Linked DNA regions of Zea mays: regions 2 and 3 are each linked to region 1. The links are chromatin contacts, called in public Hi-C maps. All regions are on one chromosome and are shown on one strand. The core of a region is the stretch at or near the end of the contact, and the rest is flanking DNA. Distances in the headings are between cores, read along the strand shown. Region 1 holds the start of LOC100273617 (Mitochondrial import inner membrane translocase subunit TIM22-2). Region 2 has its middle 17 kb from the start of LOC100279532. Region 3 has its middle 21 kb from the start of LOC100285636.

Region 1 (3,159 bases), core at 420-2,919:
CTTTGACTTTTACTCCCTAAAAGCCAAAAACCAAACCAAGGGCTGGATCCAGGAAGCATCTTTTTCTAAAAACTGACTTTCTCGCAATGCAAAACTCAACGCACCCTTGGACCTGCTTTTAGTAGCTTTTGGATGGAACTGTGAAAACATATATCGAGTAATTTTTAACGGCTTTTAGTGGTTTTCACCAAACGGTTTTTAGCTTCTTAACAGCTCACAACCCATATTAGTTTTTTTCCACAACTCACACCCCACAACAGCTTTTCTCGTTCGCTGCAGCGGGCTACGACCGGCTGCTTGTACTCAATGCTACAGTAAAAAAGAGCCAAACATCTGTAGCCGCAGTCTACCTCTCCAATCCATACCTAACCGAACAGCGGCCCACGTAGAGGATCCTACCGTCTTTTTTGCATTTTAGCCCTTTTTAGGTTTTATTTTCACAAATACGTCCTTTTAAGTTTCATTTAAAAAATGGACCCTCAGCTCGGCGCCATCACTATTGGCGTCGAGCTACGTGTCGACGCCAATTAGTTTGGCGTGTACATATAAGAGTCAACGTCTACGTGGATCTGACGTGGCAGTACCTTGGCGCCGTGGATCTCGGCGCCGAGGTCGGTGCCATGGATCTCGGCGCTGACCTCGGCGCCATGGATCTCGGTGCCGACCTCCGTGTATATAAATATCCCACTCCGGCCGTCAGTTTTTTGATTTTTGAATGATAGCAGTCATTTTATCAATGATTCTTTTTCATACTTAGTTTATTTGGTTTATGAATTTGTGTTCTGTTGTTGTGACCTAAACTGTAACTTGGATAGTTGATGATCTTATACCTGTTTAAATTTACAACTTAGCATTTGATAGGTCAGCCACGGAGACATCTCCTACAAAGTGGTTGGAGTGTTTTTGTGAGCGTCAAGCGTCTTGTACAAGGCATGCAGTGAACACTGGTAGTATGTTCACTGTCTATTACAAACCAAGGTTTGCAAGGAATTATGAGCTTAGTTAAACTATTTCTGTTTCTGTGTTAACTTTTAGTTGTAGGGCTATTGCAGTCCATTACTTAATTGGTGCATGATTCCCTTGTATATTATAAAAGGAAGTTTTGGGATCAATGGATAATGAATTGCACATTTGAGCTGAGTTATTTACACATCCTTGCAGGACTAGTCCAGCTGAATTTGTGGTCTAGTGAGATAGGCACCAAATAAACTAAGTATGAAGAAGAATCATTGATAAAATGACTGCTATCATCCAAAAATCAAAAAATCGACGGACAGAGTGGGATATTTATATACACGGAGGTCGGCGCCGAGGTACTGCCACGTTAGATCCACGTAGACGTCGACTCTTATATGTACACGCCAAACTAATTGGCACCGATAAGTTGTAGCTCGGCGCCAATAGTGATAGCGCCGAGCTGAGGGTCTATTTTTTAAAATAAACTAAAAAGTACGTATTCGTGAAAATAAAACCAAAAAAGAATAAAATGTAAAAAAGACGGGAGGATCCTACTCGCGTCGCGTGTGGCGCCACCGGCAGGCGCAGGCTGTGCACACGACACGGTCAGTCCGCAGCGCACTGCAGTCTGCGCGTGGCGGTGCACCCATTCCTTCTGGTCCCGTGACAAGCAGCGCGCTAGACACACACGCGCGCGAACACGAACAGGGACACGAGGCCGCGGCGGCCATGGCGAGAGGCGGCGGCGATCGGAGTCGGGAGGATGATCCCTTCTCCGACGGCGGCACCACCGAAACCGACTCGGACGAGTCCTCTCCGCGTGGGGTGGGGGCCCGCGGTCCCGGCTCCACCTCCAACCCGATCCTGACACGCCTCGCGGTGTCGCGGAACTCGAGCCCGCTGGCCGCGGCCACCGCGGCCCCAGGGGTCTGCCTCCTCCGCTTCGCCTGGGAGTCCGCCGCGGGCTCCCTCGTCGGCGCCGTCGTTGGCTACGGTAAACCCACGCCGCCCGTGTTTCCGCTATCCCTTGCCTCTCCGTTCGAATGGAACCTCAACCTCGTGCTAGGGTTTATGGCTCACCGATGGCGAGGCAACGTGTGGCTGTGGCGCCATTTCGAGGACCTCAGGTGCGGACTTGGGATGATGGGGCTGGACTCCGTGCGGCTTAGGTTATGTTCCCCCGATTCTAGCGTCACAATTTGTTTGATAAGTATTGTTTTGCTATGGACATTGTTCTGTTGTTCACCCTGGGGGTAGCCAATTATTTGTGCCTGGTCTAATTTGTAGTCTTTAATCTTTATTGTACAGTTCTGGGTCTACTCTTAGGAACTGCTTACATTTTTTGGTCTATAATTGCACCATTTAGAGCTTTCTTTTGTTAGATTAATGCTATGTTATCTAAGTTTCTACAGATTGTGCAGAAGATCTGATTCGGGTGGGATATTTTAAGTTACATGCATGTGTGTTTTCAGCTCTATTTTAACCATGGGAACGGGACTATTTGGTTTCAATAAATGTCTGGATTTGAAATGTGGGGGTGAAAATTTCTCTGATATATTCACTTTATTTTGGCACTGGCTCCTGACTCCTGATTTCTGACCATGTAACCACACAGAGGTTTAGTACTAAACATGACTAAACCTTGATTCCTACAGTCAGACTGCTAATCTGCTGTATTGGGCTGAGACTCTAAGCCTGAAAAAGCTTCACTTGCATGGGTATTTGTGTTATCTTTATAGCTAATATATCTTTAATCTGTTTTCAAATTTATGTATGCCCATAGTTGATTAGTTAGTTGGTGATTTGGATGGTTCTGGAGTATTTGGCTTGTAGCATATCTGTTTTTTTAATGAAAGAGAAGGTATGGTGGTGTGTTTGGGACAATTACCTGCCTTTCATGGGTGAGGATTAGTTTGATTCGCAAAATTGGGTCTCTTACAACCCTATGCAAGTGGGGGTCTACATTAGTGATTAAATTGGACAAAGGTGAGCTGCAAAAGTGAAATTAAGGTTAAGTAGGTGGATTAATGCAGGTTAAATTCTAATGTCATAACCTTGTAAAGCACACATCATGGAAACCAGACGGCATCTTGTATTCTTAGTTCATCCTGCATTCCTGCATCACACACAGCTGACCAAACAGAACACTGACTTGTATCTTCTCTTGTTCAAACCAGTTTGGGTTGAGGCTGTATTTTACTG
Region 2 (2,863 bases), core at 281-2,780, 300 kb before region 1:
TTCTCCTACATCCACGATAATGCCTCTAAGTAGTGACAGTGATGACGTTTCAATCCAAACCGCTTGCTCTAATGCTCCACAATTCCAATGTCATAGAGACTGGATGACAAAAGGAGGATGAAAAGCTGGTAAGTACGCATATATATTTTTTGAAGTCCACATAATTGTTAGGTCAATAATGGTTTTTAGTTTATTTTCTAGTTCTAAATGTGGCTACTACACTTAATGTACCCTATTACTGATGGAAATAGTAAGAAGAGATCGATGTTCTAGGGACAAATAGCCAAACACATACAACTCACCACAAAAGCTCATTGCCACCACATCTCAAGCAGTTGAAAGATTAGTGGTCCATAAGCCACCAAAAGATCACCCTATTTAACAACATCTACAACTTCTTATACGTGGCTCGACCGAGTGGAGCAGATGATTCTATGTTGCTTGAAAAAGCTAAGACTTTTTGTAAGAAGCCCTGAGAAATCGAGTTGAATCTAGAGCACATGTGGCGTGCTCATCGCCAACAACCCAAGATGTACATGAAGTACACTGATGGGAGTTAAAATCTGTTCCAACTTGGACGGTGAGCATAGCGCATTGTCACATGAAAGTGTAGATGAACTATGCTCTATTGACCGTGATAGGGAAAAAGTTCAATGGAAGGGGAAGGGCCTAACAACATGTAACAATGAGTCCCCATCCACATCTAAGCAGAAAGGAATATTAAAGAAGCTTCCATAGGGTTAGTGAGAGGATTGACGAAACTAAATTATTTGAGCAATTTAACAAATTGCTAGAGCGTTTCGCCGCGGACATGGGCAAAGACAAGAAAAAGCCCCATAATTTGGCCTTCAAAAAAGTTGATAGAGTAACTTAGATTAGGGAGAAATAAGCGACGAAAGAGGTGTAAGAGGAAGATGAGAAAGAGAAATAGTAGTTTATTAGTTCTATTTATGAATTATGTAATTTCAATTTTACGTTTAAGTTATATAATTTCAATTATTTATAAACTTTGTAATTTTATTTGCTTAATTATATAATCGAATGCATTTTTCTTTTAATAAAACGATGCAGTTTAAGTCAACTTAAAGTTTGTAAAAGAAAAATCAATATAACGATGGGGTGATTACTTGCTAAGGCTAAATATTGTTTATTAAAACATTATAGTAGATGACTAACTATAGTTGATAACAAAAGTGATAGTAGGCTTAATAACTGATGTAGCATGATGTATAACGGTTAATACATATCACCCTCCACATTAAGGTTGTGCTCGTCGCTCAGCAGATCTACGTGCATGTGATTATGCAAAACAATGTTTTACACGATATACTATATTGTTTATAGAGTTAAGTTTAAAATTGAAAATGAGATAAAACGGTAGGATGAGGATAGGAAGCCTGTTATAGAGAGCCTAAAAACAGCTTTATATTGTTCAGGTTTCGCTTCCAAACTAGTCACGGTAAAGTGCCCTTTTCATGTCTCTACACCGTCCAGTCCTGATATATGGTTGTTCATCCGTGACGCAAAGTCCAAAACTACTTGGACCTCCTCAAGATGCCTTATACTGTCGGATTGCACATGCAGATCAATCATACATATGCTTGTGTGATGTGTTTTATTCGCGCGCCGCAGCCCACGAGAAAGAAAATGTACCTCTTATATCTACCATGCAAGAAAAAGAAAAGAAAAAAGGCAAGTTGTATACAAAACGAACACGTACGTCACAAGAGGACGATGATGGGATTGGAAGCTGTACCTTGACGTGTTTAGAGTCAAATTAGAGAGTTGATCTAAAAGTTTGGGTCCAATTATTTGGGACCGTTTCACAGTCAAAAAAATAGAAGCTCGAAATATAGCTCAACACGTAAAAAGATAGATTAGCTAATACTCGAATGATTGAGCCGTGTCATGTCTTAAAGTTAGGTACAATAAACGACACAACTAGATAAGTTGAGCTAACACCTAAAAAAAATTGGCCGAGTTAATACACGAACGAGAGTCGTGCCGTACCTTGAAGTTGGACACAGACATGACTAGATGAGCCTTGTTGACCGGCACAACACTAATTAGAAAACTAATGTTTAAATGATTTTTTTATATTTCACTAATTTTCACTTTTTCACAAAAATAACATAAAACATTGATATTTGTTTTCATCTTAGTAAATAATCCTTGTGTTCTTATTTATTTATCGCTGTTTAGTTCAAACATAAACTAGCGGACAACAAATATTCGAAAATAAAAGTAGTATATATTTTATTAAAAAATAAATATATATAGTAATTTTGAGTCAAGTTGCTAGTCCTTGCAATCTGTTTTTAAAGGTTTTTTCTTTCTTATATGAGTTATTTATCTACACTAAGGTTACAAATGAATTAAAGATATTTTTTTAAAAAACTATACAATATTTTTCCCTGTACCATGTTTGGGCCGATTAGACACGGCATTGGCCCATCGTACTTTTAGGCATATCGTGTCTAGGTTTTTATTTTGACATGACATGACACAAGATTAATCTGTACCATACAGGTCTAAAAAATTAGGCTGAAACACCGTACCGACAATGATATGACCTAACTTTCCGCTCTAGTAGAGAGCATACATCTCTTCTTTTTCTAATATATAAAGCACTCGTTTTCATGTGGCGCCTTTTCTCTTCTCGCTTATGCAAAAATAAAATAACATTATACAGGATTCGAAAATCCGGTGATAGGCAATAAAACAATTGAAGAATTAATAATATAAAAAAATATTTACCATTTATGGAGTTCAAGAATTATGCTATTGGCTTAAATGAGACGAGGTTAAACAAACTATTGGCTGGTCGCCTGATTTTTTTGTATTTTAGTCCATTTTTTGAAAA
Region 3 (2,905 bases), core at 160-2,659, 380 kb before region 1:
TAATCACTACGGCATAAAACAAATAAACATACTAAAAACAGCGGTGGTCTTGACTTGTACTTGCTGCTGGTTAATGGACCAAGGAAAAAAAAAATGGAGGCCCCGTTCATTTAGGGGCCCTGTGTTGGTGCCAAGCGCATGGCAAGGCCCTTGGACAACATCTATCTCGTGCTCTATATTTATCTTAAAGTCACGAATGTTTATACTAAATTAATATTTTAAAACTTTGATCATTGATAAAAAAAAATATTCATAAATATTGACTAGATAAAAGCGAAACTATTATATTTATTATTAAAACATCTACCACAATATATAATTTCTTTAATTTAAAATAATTATTTTTATAGATATTGTTATCAAAGTTTAAAACTTTAATTTAGGACAAATTTTCGTGATCTTAAGATAGAGAACGAATGGAGTATGTGGCTTATTATTGTTCATAATCTCTCAAGCCCGTCGACCACGCTGGTTTTTTAATAGAACCGTCAGACCAATATTTAGGAGCAAAAGACTGCGTGCCTAGGTTTTCTTAACAATGAAGACGCCGAGGGTTCCAGTTTTTATCACATTCCACGCGACACAGAAGAATTAGCCACAGAAGCCATCAGGCCTGGGTGCCGGGTGTCCTAGCGAATTAAAAATGATCACCTTGGCCAACTCTTCAGTGTCGCGTACTGCGATATTGTCTCATACTGCGACATCCGCTTGAGAAAAAGAACGATCCAACCCAACAAAACCTCCAACGTATGGACCAAGTAAAAGATCCAATCAGTAGACCATAGAAAGGATAAATAGAAGCCAATAAAAATCTTTACACTCAAACAACTCTGTAAATTTGAGTTAGCAAATTGAAAACGTATGTAATTATTGGACGTGATGAACATCAATCTCTGACTAGTTAAAATCCGACAAGGGGAGGGCAAAAAAAAAAAAGACAAACTTGAGATAAACTTGTATCAGCTTTCTATGAAACGACCGGCCCATGGTGGATCAACTATCCATCAAGGCGGATCAAAATAGGGCGGGTGGACGAGCGAGGCAGGCGGCTGGAAAGTTAAGTATAGCTTGGGGAAGTTGCGGACGGCGAAGTGTGTAGCCACGTCGGTATGCAACGCTGGGCACACACCTCTCTCTTTCGATCTTATCTGGAATCTTGGCAGCGAGACAGTATAAACCAATCGAAAGCGCATATGGCGTCGACCGGATGGATGTTTGCTGTGTGCTGCCATAAGATTATATGAGGGCTGATGAGGCCAATTCACGAGTCTCGATCGTCCAACAGTGTATGTTCTTCTGAGTCCACAGATCACACATACAATAATTACATACAACATCGGATAGATGAGCACTCCTGTTTGTCTTACTCCATCTTTTGGCGTCTACTGTGCTGATCGACCGCTAAGATCGATCCACTAGATGGACCGGATTAATATATATACGGACAACCTGATTGCGATCGCTAGCACAGGCTGTCGGCTTGACCTCCTGAAATTATTGACGGTTTTAAGGCTTTGGTTCCCAAATTAGTCGAAACTGCTTTCAGATCAATGATTGGAGACAAAGAAGATTTTTAGTTTTCCATTTTGTTCAGAGTTAATCACCCATCGTATGATCTGATTTCGTTAAGTATATTTTCACCAAACAAACATTCATTGCATTATTCTATAATAACAAACACCTTAAAATTGGCAATGTATGTATTATATGGGAGCACACAAGCAATCCACAGCGAAATTCTTGACCTCCTGAAATTATTGACAGTTTTAAGGCTTTGGTTCCTAAATTATTAGTTGAAATCTGCTTTCAGACCAATGATTGGAGAGAAAGGTTTTTAGTTTTTGCATTTCATTCAGAGTTAATAATCACCCACTATATATATATTCTGATTTCTTAAACTATTTTCTCCGAAGAAACATTCATTGCATTCTATCCTATAATAAACACCTTAATAATTTGGCGGTACATGAGAGCCGCACTCAAGCAATTCACAACGAAATGCTGATGATTCCATCATGCATCCTGATTAAATCACTATGATGTATGTAGTGTACTAGTTGAGCATAAGAAACACCGTTGGGATTTGCATTCTTGATCCATGTGGTTATTCATTCACTCTGGAAGTTGAAAGAATAGTAGTCTAATAAAATCCATTGTAGATCGATTGCAATGCACCTGGCTCATTTTAATAAAATCCATGTGGTTATTTATTCATGTAGATTGTCAGATCATGGCCTGCCATTGAACATATATATGGGTGGATTGTCGCCCCTAGCTAGCAGGGGCTTGTTTCTGCTCTATTATTATTCAGTAAAATTGGACACAATCACGTGGCGCTTCGTTCAGTGTGAGATGGAACATGCATGGCCGGATTGTGTCGTCGTCTGTAGATCATCAGAGGGCAAATAAACTACTGCATCTAGGCCGGCTTTGCTGCTGCGGATATTCCTTCCTGTGCCGTACTATCGGCATCGGCTCTAGTCTTTGCTACTGTTAGAAGGATATTCCTTCCTGTGCGGTATCTTTCACCCAACCGCATGTCGATCGGCTAGTTTTGCTACTGTTAGAGCAACTCCAAGAAAGAGTCCTAAACTTGGGCCCTAAATAATGAAATACGACCTCATTGAAAGATAATTAGGACCTAACAAATTAGTTTACTCCAACAGTGACTCCTATAGTCTAGTGTTATCTGTGGATTTTGGCGGGAGATTTTGGCGCCTACCCACCACGCGCGCGACTTCTTTTCCGCGCTGGATGCTACGATTCGGCCGGGACATCAACTGATAAACTATTTGAGAACCCATCTTCGTTGTCCCTGCAGATGCAGCAGGGTCGTAGGGGTCAGGTCGACGAAAGAGCTAATCGTGCAGCATTCATCACCTGGGTTCACAAGAGGCAGGCTGGC

The links. A called contact is a pair of places that touch in the nucleus more often than the background predicts.
Region 2: a Hi-C map of ear shows a contact between it and region 1, with 2.9 times the contacts expected there. The contact joins the enhancer-like site here to the promoter of LOC100273617 in region 1. A contact is called at or near these places in 2 of 25 Hi-C or Micro-C datasets (ear and tassel).
Region 3: a contact with region 1 is called in a Hi-C map of bundle sheath, with 2.6 times the contacts expected there. The contact joins the enhancer-like site here to the promoter of LOC100273617 in region 1. A contact is called at or near these places in 4 of 25 Hi-C or Micro-C datasets (bundle sheath, ear, leaf and 1 more).

What each region holds. Positions count from the first base shown.
Region 1 is chr10:29,675,065-29,678,223 of Zm-B73-REFERENCE-NAM-5.0, reverse strand. LOC100273617 (Mitochondrial import inner membrane translocase subunit TIM22-2) reads left to right here and starts at 1,669. Exons shown (of 5, transcript NM_001148033.1): 1 at 1,669-1,951. The coding sequence starts at 1,687.
Region 2 is chr10:29,970,763-29,973,625 of Zm-B73-REFERENCE-NAM-5.0, reverse strand. No RefSeq gene overlaps it. Among protein-coding and RNA genes, the nearest start is that of LOC100279532, 17 kb to the left of the region's middle. Within about 2 kb of position 1,530, at least 12 of the 20 cell types and tissues checked have an H3K27ac peak or open chromatin away from gene starts, as enhancers often do. A contact at or near this core is called in ear and tassel, where this site is marked.
Region 3 is chr10:30,053,810-30,056,714 of Zm-B73-REFERENCE-NAM-5.0, reverse strand. No RefSeq gene overlaps it. Among protein-coding and RNA genes, the nearest start is that of LOC100285636, 21 kb to the left of the region's middle. Within about 2 kb of position 1,409, at least 11 of the 20 cell types and tissues checked have an H3K27ac peak or open chromatin away from gene starts, as enhancers often do. A contact at or near this core is called in bundle sheath and leaf, where this site is marked.